Regions from separate parts of the Mus musculus genome. Here all the other regions are linked to region 3. The links are chromatin contacts, called in public Hi-C maps. All regions are on one chromosome and are shown on one strand. The core of a region is the stretch at or near the end of the contact, and the rest is flanking DNA. Distances in the headings are between cores, read along the strand shown. Region 1 overlaps Gm31814 (a long non-coding RNA gene). Region 2 overlaps Lpp (LIM domain containing preferred translocation partner in lipoma). Region 3 overlaps Lpp (LIM domain containing preferred translocation partner in lipoma). Region 4 has its middle 9.6 kb from the start of Gm38456.

Region 1 (2,812 bases), core at 133-2,632, 400 kb before region 3:
CCAGAATGCCTTTGCTTCCTAAGTATTCACATGATTCACAGGACTTGGGAAGCCATCCATGGCCTCAAGAAATCATCTCTGAAGACTTGAAATTTAGCTTCCATTTCTTAGCAACACAGAGTTTTTTCAGGACAACCTAATTTTGAAGCTTAAGCAACCTTTGTCCAATCACTTATTGACTGTTATATTCCAAGCACCATGATAAATGATGAGTGAAGGAAAAAAAAAAAAAAGCAAACAAAGATTCAATCTCTTTCTCAACAAACTTCCAGTCCCTGGGTTCTTTGGCTTTTGTGATTACATAAAAAGCACCTAGCTACACATACCAGTGCCTGACAAATACACAAGTGAATGCTCACAACCATCCATTGGACAGAGCACAGGGTCCCCAATGAAAGTACCCAAGGAGCTGAAGGGCTTTACAGCTCCATAGGAAGAACAACAATATGAACTATCCAGTATCTCCAGAGCTCCTTGGGACTAGACCACCAACCAAAGAAAACACATGATAGGACTCATGGCTCTTGCTGCATATGTAGCAGAGGATGGTCTAGTCGGTCATCAATGGGAGGAGAGGCCCTTGGTCCTGTGAAGGTTCTATGCCCCAGTATAGGAGACTGCCAGGGTCAGGAAGCAGGAGTGGGTGGGTTGGTGAGCAGGGGAAGGGGGAGGGATATGGGGGATTTCGAGGGGAAACTAGGAAAGGGGATAACACTAGAAATGTAAATAAAGAAAATATCTAATAAAAAGGAAAGAAGAAAGAGTTTTGAATTCAAGTTTGGGAGACATTGTCCAATATCTATGGACTTGAGAAGAGCACTTTACTCCCAAGAATCTTGATTTCCTCGTCTGCAGAATGAGAATGAAGACCCTGCACTGGATAGTTTTATGACAACTTGACCTGAACTATAGTCATCTGAGAGGACAGAACCTCACTTGAGAAAAATGTCCCCACAACATTGGACTAGAGGCAAGCCTGAAGAGCATTTTCTTAATTGGTTATTGATATTATAGGTCGTACCACCCTGGGCTAGTGGTCCTATGTTCTTAAAAAAAAAAAAAAAGCAGGCTGAGCAAGCTATAAGGATCAAGCCAGTAAGCAGCACTCCTTCATGGCCTCTGCATCAGCCCCTGCCTTCAGGTTTCCACCCAGTTTGAATACCTACCTTGACTTCCCTTGATGAACTTGGGATATGTAAGCTAAATAAACCCTTTTCCTCCCCAAGTTGGTTTTGGTCATGGTGTTTCATCAGAGCAATAGCAAACCTGACTAAGACCGAAATTCAAACCAGGATTGTGGGTTATTTCTGTGACAGACTTGACCATGTTGTCTTTCAGAGTACTGTGAAAGGACTTTGGAACTTTGAGCTAGAGAAACCATTGAATGTTAACAGTTCAGTGGGCAGTTTGGTAAGAGCTGAGAAGATAAGAATGTTGAGGGCAATGCAGGTCTAGGTTGTGAAGTCTCAGAGGGAAGTTTCAATTTTCTTCCACAGCCATTTACTATTTTGAGTTAAGATTTTGTGGTTCTTCTCATTTGGGGCTGGAGAATAAGCTCTGGTTATCAAAAGATCAGCACCATTGAAGTGAAACCTACTTTAGTAGGACAACTGATAGTGGTTAGTTGGAGCTGAGAAACTATTGGCAATGAAGAAGATACCAGAATCATGGAAGGGAAATCTGGAAAGTAGCTTTTCCTCAGGCTCAGCCCACAGAGCTGTGTACCACAGGTGGCCAAGGTTGTACCTTGTGCTGGCAGCCAAACACAGTAGTAGTGTATAAAAGTCTTCTGGGTGGTAATGGTTTAGAAGGCATGGATGGGTCATGTAGAACAACTGGAGCTGAGCTTCTGGGGCGGGTGGTAGCAGAGGCCATTGGTCAAGGTACAGCCTTGGTAGAAGTTGAAGACAAAGGATTGAAGGGGTCATGAAGAGGGTTGAGGCTTGGTACCATGAACAGAGCATAGGAGAAGCTATTGGTGAATGCAGCCCAGTGGAAACAGAAGACCCCAGAAGTTTACTACCATGAAATGACTGCCAAGTGCCAAGAACAAACACCATCAGCCTTGCAATGGAGCCAACCGGAACATTGGAGCCAGTCTGTATGTAAAGCAGAGGGTGGAGTCAGAGCAGGGACCCGAGCCCTTTGGAGGAGCCCAGAAGATCAGGAGTGAATCACACATTGAACATTGATTTATTTACACTATTGGATTTTGGTTTGGTTTTGATCTGATTGCAGCTGTACCCAGTGTCTTTTTTTTTCTGGGCAAAGTATTTATTTTTTTATTGTACTGGATCCCACAGTTGAGAGACTTTGAACGTTCGAAGATATTTTGGAACTTTACAGAGATTTTGCATTTTAAAAGAGACTGGATATTTCTAAAGAGATGTTTGAAATTGTAAGGCTATGGAACATCTTAAGCGTATAAAAATTCTTATATTGCAATGTTGATATTAATGTGTCATCTAGGGGATGAACAAGTAAACAAAGTTTATAGCTTACCAGAGATGTGTTTATGTGTCAATTTGACAAGAGGTTAATTATGCTGGCTAGTTTTACGTCAGTTTGACACAAGCTATAGTCATTTGAGAGGTGAGAGTCTAAATTGAGAAAAAAAATCCTCCATAATAGTGGGCTATGGAGAGGCCTGTGGTGCATTTTCTGTATTAGTGTTCATGCTGGAGGGCCCTTGGCTGGTGGTTCTGGGTTCTATTAAAAAGCAAGCTGAGCAAGCCATGAGGAGCGAAGCCAGTAGGCAGCACTCCTTCGTGTCCTCTGTATCAGCTCCTACCTCCAGGTTTCTGTCCTGCTT
Region 2 (3,077 bases), core at 9-2,508, 260 kb after region 3:
TGAGAATTCCTCTATTACTCTGTGAATTTTTACCAATCCAGTGTTCAAAGTTGTATGTGGAAAGCAGTGTCTCAGAGGGAAGCAATATGAAACACATGGAACATCTTTCAGGAGCCACATGACAAACCACAAGATTCAGATAAGAATGAAATTCCCTCTAAAAGCAGGCTTAGAGGCTGGGCACAGGATCCTGATAAGGTAGCAGGGAGCCAATGGATTCAGGCTTTGAAAGCTAGCTGGGAAATTCCATGTATGTGTAAAAGGGAGAAAGCCTTTTACCAAGCCATGCATGAAGGTTACTGCTGTCTCTGCTAGGCTGCCACATAAGTAGGTCAATAAATAGTTCATTCAAGTATAACTTTAGTACCTATTCTAAATGGTTTAGAATCTTTTGAATAAGCATGAATTTAAAAAAAAAGAACCCTCTAATATATTGTTCCAAGATTTTTAGCTCAGCAAATCTCTTCTACAATCTTTTGGAGTTGGCAAGTTCCTCAGAAGCTATCCTAAGGATAGTGGTGGTATAGACAAGACAGACGAAGGGGCTCATCACTGCCCTTCATGCCCCCTCTCCTTATTGCTTTAGTGGACAGTAGGACCACCTAGTCCTCAGGATCCATCCTCAGAGCACTGCTGGAAGACCTCTCCATCTTCCTTGATCAGGTACTGATTTACAAAAGCAAGAGTTTGGCCAGCCCATGTCTCCGATTCCCACTGCCTTGTTCTTGAAGTTGCTCTTCATGTTTCCCTCCAGCAAATCCCATGGGGAACCTCTGAAGTGCCTAAGTTACTCTTTAATAAATATCTCTCTTCTCTGAGGCACCATCCCTCCTAGTTGAACCACCTGCCACAAGCTAAATTATTCCTTAGTGTTTACACCTTGCGGATATTTATAGCCATCATCATGGCACCCCTTAGTCATCCTCCAGCCCCGGTGTGTTACATATATAGCTCTTTTAATCTTTCTACAAAGTCAGACTCCTCAGTCTCTTAATCACTTGTACCATCCTCTCTCTGGTGCCTATAAGAGAACAGTTTGAATATATCCCAGATGGCAAAAAATAACCCCAACATGTGGTAACTAGGGGGAGAAAACCACGGAGGAGATGAAAGGAGCAATCTCCAGGTTAATTAGTGGGGTGGCCGCAAATATGTGCACAGTTTGTTTCAGAAATAAAGCAAGCTGTATTTGTTGTAACTGTCTCCACTTTGAACTCAGTAGTATGTTGGTGGAGCCAAGCTGTGTTGATGGTCCAAACAGCCACTAAAGACCTTTGACTTTGTACTCCCTCTGTGTATCTCTTGCTTAAGATGGACTTCAAATAGGATCACATAGCGATACAAGAAAATATTACTAGTTTCTGTTTAGTTTTATGGCTTTACGTGGTTTCTGAGCTTCATATAAGCTCAGTAAGGGAGGACCTTTGACTTGTCTCTCTCGTTATTAGGCACATGGGTATTAGTCATCTTATAAAATTAGCAGTGTTTACTGAATATGATAGCCTAAATAAGGAACAACTTCAGTACAAGAGTGATTGCTCAGAAATGCTCCACAGACAGCAGGAGAATATGGCCATTTCCAAGTTTGTTTTTTTATTAGATATTTTCTTCATTTACATTTCAAATGCTATCCCGAGAGTCCCCTATACCCTCCCCCCACCTGCTCCCCAACCCACCCACTCCCACTTTCATAATGTTTTGAAAGGCTATGCAGAAATGTCCACTAAGTGATTTTCTCCACACCTGATTCAGCCTTGATTCAGTTTATGTACTTATCTTACAAAATGTATCTTGGGTTGGAAAACTAAACTCTGAAGGAGTCCTTAGGAAAACCTCCCGATTCCTTTGGGGGAGGCTGCAGGATGTACCATCTGTAAGAAGAGTGTGCCTCAGCTGTATAAGAAAGGTAGCTGGCAAGGCATAGGAGTGCATGCTTTTAGTCACAGCACACAAAGTCCAGACAGCTTAAAGCAAAACCAGAGAAGAATGCTGCTTACTGGCTTGCCAGGAAAGGAACTTGCAACAGAAACAACATGTAGGAACGCTCTTCACTAGCTTGCTCAGTTCCTTTTCTTATACACACCAGACCCACCTGCCCAAGGATGGCACTGCCCATGGTGTGCTGGGTCCTCTAGCATCAGCCATTAATCAAGAAAATGCCTCATAGATATGCACACAGGCAAATCTGATGGAGATGGGTCCCTCAACCGAGATTTCCTCTTCTCAGAAATGCATGTCTAAGTTTGTGTTGAGATGACAGAAGGTATTGCAGGAAGGTACCTGAGGATGGGCCTGAAGTCAGCCTCTTCATTAAGTTCCTGTATTGAGTTTTTGCCTTGGCTTCCTTTGATGATACACTGTAAACTCTAAGGTGAGATAAGACCTCTCCTCCCCAAATGCCTCTTGGTCATATGGTGACCACAGCAACAGAACACACAGCAGAGAGGATGTGACCAGCCTCCATCTGTGACTCCTAGGAAATTTTCCTTTTCCCAGAGTCTCACGTGGTCCAGAAAGTGTTCCTTCTGGCCCAGCCATGCCCCTCCTATAGAATTGTATGCTTTCTTCTGCAGATGTCTCTAATGTTCTTTCAGGCTGATCAACTCTGACAGTTTCTTCGTGTTTTCTTTTACCAAGCATTTGTCTGCAGCTTAGAAGATATGAGTCTCACCAGAGTTCATTAGAATAGATTTTAGGCTTTAATATTTGTAACTGAGCAGTTCTGCCAGTCTGAAGGTAGCCAAGGACAACCATTTCCTCTCACACACAAAGTAAGGTTGTGAAGGGACTTTTTCTCTGAATGAAGGAGGGGAAGAGGAAAGTAGAAGCCTTCTCATGTTTTATTCAAATGTTAACAAAGAAATCGAGAAGTGTGTTTCCTTAAAATTGACACCATTTTTATCCCAAATGTTCCGGTGAGTGATAGTGGGTATGGCAGGCAGTCACAGCAGGGGGAGCTTTCTCCAGGAGCTCAGTCCCCGTGGGAAGCATTACCTCCAAGTAATACACTAATCGCTTTGAATCCTGCATATTTTCACATACTGTGTGCATACATACGGATATTAATAACTGTTCCC
Region 3 (2,921 bases), core at 170-2,669:
GCATCGGGACTTGTGTATAGAGGACCAAATCCACAGGCTGGCTGGAAAAGTGATCATGTCTTTGGAAGCTTGCATGATCTCAGTACAGAGGCAGCAGTAGCTGTTGCTCTCTGACCCTTTGCTGCTTTGGTCTTTGGTGTGTGTTTGGAGCATTTCCCATCCATAAACACCTGGAGTAGACGCATGATGAGGACTCCTTCCTAAAATGTAGGAAAGTCTCTGAAGCAACCTATGGGAACAGACACATAACTCAAAGCCTGATGTTTAAGCACAAGTTTGATCAAGTAAAGATGCTTTTACAGTGTGCTTGACAATGTTGGTCTTCTCTCTTAGCATGCCCTGGATTCAGATTTTTGATATAGATTTTTATGTGTTCCATCCATTGCATAATTTGAAACACACACACACACACACACACACACACACACACACACACACCAGGTCTCTTAGCTTCTTAATAATTTTATTATTTCATAGATCTGCAGACATAATTCCATTAAATAGAGGACTCTTCTGAGAAATCTTTTGCTAATGGTAAATTTAAAGCTTTTTGTTGTTGTTGTTGTTGTTTTCTGATCACATTTCTCTGGGTTGAATTAATCCATATATAAACATTACTAGTTTTATAGTGAAATTGCCATCTGCCATCATGTTGTCTTATCCTTCAACATGGTCTAGCTGAGACCAGGTCCAAATCTTGGCTAAGTCTCTGTCTGGTGACTATAGAGAATCTTCATTCTTTTGTACAACGAATTTGGCACATATTATCATGCCATTAAGTGGAAGTGGTTTTGGAAGTGGAAGGAGAATAAAGCTGGAGCCCCAGGGGAGGATGGAGACTTGGAGAATGATGGGTACCATGCAGGTGGCATCAGACCACCCTTACTACCACTGCTTTTCCCACTCTTTGAAGAATAATGGTTTCTCCTAACTACTTAGAGCCTTTTCAAGTTTGGCTTTGTTCTGAACAGCACTCCTAGATCGTCTTCATGCATGCTCAGTATAAAAGACTGTGGGTGGGAAAGATCTACCAGGCTTAATGCTGATGTTTTGTCTTAGTAACACTGACTAGAAGGTGGCATGCAGCCAGATAGGGTTAACAGGACATCAGGGAGGTTGTGGAAATGTGTGAAAATGGACAAAACACACCAGTAATCACAATAGTTACCAAACAATGGGCTAGTTTTCTCAGTTGTCAAAACAGTGTGACAGAACAACTCAGCTTCATTTCCATCCAGATCTAAACTGTAGGATGGTGCTATTCACTTTCAGCAATTGTTTGACAATGGTTTACTCCTGAAAGACATGGAATCAAATTGTTTCCACAAAACACAAATTTAGTTATGTTATAAAATTGACCTTTGGATGTCTACTCTGTGTTCCCTGTCAGCAGTCCCATGGGTTAATGTTTTACTTGTTCTTTCTCCAAAGTCTTTGCACAGTGTATGTTCACATGCTTAAGTGTATCTAGTTTACTAGTGAGATCTCATTAAGCATGTTCCGGTTTCTTGTTATATCCTTTTTATAGCATTATTACAGCTTGGCACTAACATTTTTTGTTTTGAAACAAATTAAATTGAAACTCAGACAGATAATAAACAAGCTATCCAAGGTCTTGTGGCTTACAAAAAAAAATGGAGACTTTGATTTGAGTACAGCTATGTCTAAATGCCAGTTCCATAGTCTAATGTTCCGACTTGTAAAGTCTGTGTAAGAATTTTTTTGTTGAGTGTGCACACACTGAACTATGGATAACTGTGTGGCTATAGGTAGATAGATATCAAAATTGGAAGGGAACAAATTTGTTTTTGAAAGTGTGTCAGAGTGGAACCCAGCCAGGACAACTTCAATTTTGATAAAAATTAAAACCTTAAAGGAATGAATGGAATTTGAGTAATAAAAGCTCACAGTGATGGTGACGGAAACTGTCAGCCTGCTGTCTTTGTAAAGATGTTATAGATTATCCTATGTGAGCTTGCTTTGAAGCTTTGAATGTAGAAAAGGTAACTGAAAATGTCTATTGTTTAGAAATGTTGTAACTGTGTGTGTGTGTATGTGTGTGTGTGTGTATGTGTGTGTGTATGTGTGTGTGTATGTGTGTGTATGTGTGTGTATGTGTGTATGTGTGTATATGTGTGTGTATGTGTGTATATGTGTGTGTATGTGTGTGTATGTGTGTGTGTATGTGTGTGTGTGTATGTGTGTGTATGTATGTGTGTATGTGTGTGTGTGTATGTGTGTGTGTATGCGTGTGTATGTGTTTGTATGTGTATGTGCTCTTGCATGCTCATGCCTTTGAATGTGTTTCTGTGTGTCTTTATAACTCATGGAATTCAGTTCTCTTTGATGCTTTGGTTTTGTTGATTACATTCAGGTCAACAAGCTTTGTGCTTCTACCTCCAGGGCCCATCTTGAGAGCCCAATAAAAAAATCCCAGGTTGACTCTTCGATGGAGGAATTGATAGAAAAGTAGATTAAATGGTTGCATCTTTCCAGCTGTCTGAAGGAAATATCAATCCAGGATAGCAATGATCCCCCTTGAGAATCTTTACTCGTATCTTATATATTTTACTGTCTTCTCCTTGATTTCTTGGTCTGTTCAGAGGTCTCCTTTTGTAAGAAACTCCTAACTCTTCCTGAAGCTTTAACCACTGGGGTAAATGGGTGGGCAAGCTGAATAGGAGACTCAGGGAAGGGAACTGAAGCCCAACACTTAGTTGTACACACATTGAGCAAACACATGGGTTTTTCATGTTTTCTGCCCTGAGCTGGTTAGGATTGGAAACAGAAAAATGTAATCTTTGCCTGGCTCTTTATAGTAGTAAAGGAATAAGAAATTAAAGCCTGACCAAGAAGGATCTTAAGAGACCTTATCCAAGATGGAGAGATGAATTCAGAACTTTCCCACAAATGATGTAAGG
Region 4 (3,159 bases), core at 26-2,525, 320 kb before region 3:
TGTTATTATTTTTTTACCTGATGCTTTAGGGTACGGCTGGTTCTTGTTTTTATGAAGTCATGAGTTATATATGACTGAGTTAGCATTGACTATCAACTTGACGCAGCCTAGGATCATCAGAAAAAGAATATCAATTGAATAATTGCTTTCAATGAAGCTGGTCTATGCACATAACTGTAATGAGTTGTCTTGAACATTTTAACTGCTTTAAAAAAACCAAGGTTACCATGGGTGGCACCATTGTATAGGCAGGGGCTCCTAGACTGTAAGAAAATTTAGCAAAGGGTCCGAAGATATGGGCAGTGATTAAGAGCATTTACTATTCTTGCAGAGGACCCAAGTTCAGTCCCCAGCACCCATGTCAGTGGCTTACAATGCCTATAACTCCAACTCCAGAGCATCTGGACACTTCCTGTGGCCTCTCGGGGTACTCGCATACCTCTTTACAAATATAAACACAGAAACACATACATACCTATAATTAAAACAAAACAAAATAAGAAAACTAGCTAAGTATAAGCCTGTGGATGCACCATAAAGGAAGAATGAGTGAGCCAAGGAATTAGCTGGCAAGCAGCTTCCCTCCACGGTCCTGTCTCTTGCTTTCTGCCTTGAGTTCCTAACCTGACTTTGTTCAATGGTTGATTGTGCACCATGAGCCAAATAAGCCTTTCTTTCCTCTAAAGTACTTTTTGGTCGTGGTATTTTATCAAAGCAGTAGAGAAGTTAACCAATACAGTCAGGTTATTTACTTGAGATCTCTCTGGTACTTTGTGAGCACAGTCACTTATAGCTATAAGCTGCCCTCTTAGATCAGCCTTAGCTGTGCCAGTGGGGTTTCTAACGGGTTGTACTTTCATTGGAACCTGTTCTGGGCACATTTTAATTATCTAAATGGCTCACTGTTTGTAAAAGAGCATATTAGCCAGTCTCCATATGTTTTGTAGCTTCTCTTGTTATTGGCTTCTAGTTTTTCATTATTTGTTTTTTTTATAGCAGGTCTTCCTGCAGACCTGCCAGTGGTATAATGACACGGGTGCTTTTAAAATAGCTTAAAGCTCAGCCCTTCAACTGGGGCAGTCTCCAGCTACCTCATCCAGCTTATCCTGACGATCTTGCCTATGACCTACCACATGACTAGATCTACATCTTTCTTTGCTCCCCATCTGTTCCCTTTGGTGTCCCTTCTCTGACTCTCCCATTGCTGCATTCTTTCCCTTCATTCTCTCTGTCCAGAAGTTCCACCCTCCTCCTTCCTGCCCAGTTATTGGACATCAGATGTTTATTACAGCCCATCACTAGTGAGACAATCTCTGATACAATTCTAGGTTGCCCTGGGCATGTGAGGAAGGACAAATATTTACAAAACAGAAAAATCCAGTGTCAGGCCAGAGAACTGATAGCACCAAAACCCTGCCAGCACTCAGCTCTCTGCCAGTGCAGAATTAACCATTGAAAATGCAGAGTCACCCATTGTGAAGAAAAGTTATCGCTACACTTTGGATTTGACTCCTTTATTTTATGTTCATGAGTGCTTTGCCTATATACATATCTGTATACCATGTGCATGCCTGGTGACCTAGAAGTCAGAAGAGGGCATCAGTTCCCCTGGAACTGGAGTTACAGACAGTTGTCAGCTGCCATTTGGGTGCTGGGTCCTCTGCAAGGTCAAGTGCTCTTAACACTGACCAACCTGGCCTGCCCTTTCACTTCTAGTTTTAATCCATCATGACCTGAGAAAATATAAGAAAGTAGTGTAATTTTCTTGTTTTGTTTTGTTTTGTTTTTTAGTTACTTTATATCCTGATCACATCTTCCCCTCTCACCTCTCCTCCCAATCTCCCCCTCTCATCTCCTCCCTCTCCACCCCCATTGTCCCATCCTCTCTTTCTCTTCAGAAAAGGGATATCCTATCCATTTGGCCCATCACTGGATTTTCTACAGATATCAACCCTCCTTGGCATAGCAATTTGTGGCTAAACTAGGCCCATCTTCTCTTGCGGAAGCTTCACAAAACAGCCCAGTTAAGGGAAAGGGATCCAAGGATGGTCAACAGGTTTCAGAGACAGCCCCTTCCTCTGTTGTCAGGACACCCACATGAAGACTGAGCTGCACAATTGTTACCTCTGTACTGAGGGCCTAGGTCCGTCCCATGCATGCTCTCTGGCAATTCAGTCAACTTGGCCATATGGGCCAAGGTTAGTTGATTCTGTAGGTTTTCTTGTGTTGTTCTTGACTTCTCTGGCTCCTTCAATCCTTCCTCCCCCTCTTTCTTTGAATTCCTCAAGCTCTGACTAATGTTTGGCAGTGGGTCTCTGCATCTGTTTCCATCAGTTGCTGGGTGAAGCCTGTCAATGAGAGTTATGCTAGGTTCCTGTCTGCAAGTACAGCTTGGCCAACAGTCATCAACTGGTCATTCCCTCAATTTCTGTTCCATCTTTACCCCTGTATATCTTGTAGGTAAGACAAATTTTGGCTCTAAGGTTTTGTGGCCGGGATGGCATCCCAGTACCTCCACTGAAAGTCTTTTCTGGTTGCAAAAGATGGCTAGGAGTCTTAGCTATGGTCACCCACAAAGATTCCTGGGGATTTCCATTGGTCTGTGTTTCTAGCTCATCCCAGAGATGTCCCCTTCTCTCTCCCCATACTCTCTCTCTCTCCAACCTCCCCCTACTTATCCCTCCTGCTCCTTTCATCCACCCCTGATGTCTATTCTATTTCCCCTTTTCAGTGAGATTCAAGCAACCTCTATTGGGTCTTCCTTATTACTTAGCTTTTTTGGTTATGTTGTAGCATGGCAATCCTGTACTTTATGGCTAAGAACCACTTATAGGCGAGTACATTCTATATTTGTCTTTCTGAGACTGGGTTACCCCACTTCTGATGATCTTTCCTAGTTCCATCCATTTGCCTGCAAGTTTCATGATGCCAGTATTTTTAATAGCTGAGCAAAATGCCATTGTGTACCTGAGTGATATTGCATTGTGTAAATGACCCAATTTCCTTTATCCATTCTTTGGCTGAGGGACGTCTAGGTTGTTTCCAGTTTCTGGTTATTATGAATAAAGCTACTATGAGCATAGTTGAGCAAGTACCCTTGTGTTATGGTGGAGCACCTTTTGGTATATGCCCAGGAATGGTATAACTGGTTGAGGTAGA

The links. A called contact is a pair of places that touch in the nucleus more often than the background predicts.
Region 1: a Hi-C map of liver shows a contact between it and region 3, with 2.4 times the contacts expected there. The contact joins two enhancer-like sites. A contact is called at or near these places in 1 of 15 datasets of contacts at CTCF or cohesin (CD8 T cells), 6 of 484 Hi-C or Micro-C datasets (group 2 innate lymphoid cells, liver, natural killer cells and 1 more) and 4 of 115 datasets of contacts at active chromatin or transcription factors (CD8 T cells, bone marrow-derived macrophages, effector CD8 T cells and 1 more).
Region 2: a Hi-C map of liver shows a contact between it and region 3, with 2.4 times the contacts expected there. The contact joins two enhancer-like sites. A contact is called at or near these places in 2 of 39 promoter capture datasets (both in liver), 1 of 15 datasets of contacts at CTCF or cohesin (CD8 T cells), 6 of 484 Hi-C or Micro-C datasets (bone marrow-derived macrophages, large pre-B cells, liver and 1 more) and 2 of 115 datasets of contacts at active chromatin or transcription factors (CD8 T cells and bone marrow-derived macrophages).
Region 4: a Hi-C map of liver shows a contact between it and region 3, with 2.4 times the contacts expected there. The contact joins two enhancer-like sites. A contact is called at or near these places in 1 of 15 datasets of contacts at CTCF or cohesin (large pre-B cells), 1 of 484 Hi-C or Micro-C datasets (liver) and 2 of 115 datasets of contacts at active chromatin or transcription factors (bone marrow-derived macrophages and thymic regulatory T cells).

What each region holds. Positions count from the first base shown.
Region 1 is chr16:24,223,904-24,226,715 of GRCm38.p6, forward strand. The region is part of intron 1 of Gm31814 (a long non-coding RNA gene); the gene reads right to left. Among named protein-coding and RNA genes, the nearest start is that of Gm31814, 38 kb to the right of the region's middle. Within about 2 kb of position 1,383, at least 5 of the 459 cell types and tissues checked have an H3K27ac peak or open chromatin away from gene starts, as enhancers often do. A contact at or near this core is called in liver, where this site is marked.
Region 2 is chr16:24,877,858-24,880,934 of GRCm38.p6, forward strand. The region is part of intron 9 of Lpp (LIM domain containing preferred translocation partner in lipoma); the gene reads left to right. Among named protein-coding and RNA genes, the nearest start is that of Gm22672, 4.8 kb to the right of the region's middle. Within about 2 kb of position 1,259, at least 35 of the 459 cell types and tissues checked have an H3K27ac peak or open chromatin away from gene starts, as enhancers often do. A contact at or near this core is called in liver, where this site is marked.
Region 3 is chr16:24,621,337-24,624,257 of GRCm38.p6, forward strand. The region is part of intron 5 of Lpp (LIM domain containing preferred translocation partner in lipoma); the gene reads left to right. Among named protein-coding and RNA genes, the nearest start is that of Mir28a, 210 kb to the right of the region's middle. Within about 2 kb of position 1,420, at least 15 of the 459 cell types and tissues checked have an H3K27ac peak or open chromatin away from gene starts, as enhancers often do. A contact at or near this core is called in liver, where this site is marked.
Region 4 is chr16:24,304,261-24,307,419 of GRCm38.p6, forward strand. No RefSeq gene overlaps it. Among named protein-coding and RNA genes, the nearest start is that of Gm38456, 9.6 kb to the left of the region's middle. Within about 2 kb of position 1,276, at least 4 of the 459 cell types and tissues checked have an H3K27ac peak or open chromatin away from gene starts, as enhancers often do. A contact at or near this core is called in liver, where this site is marked.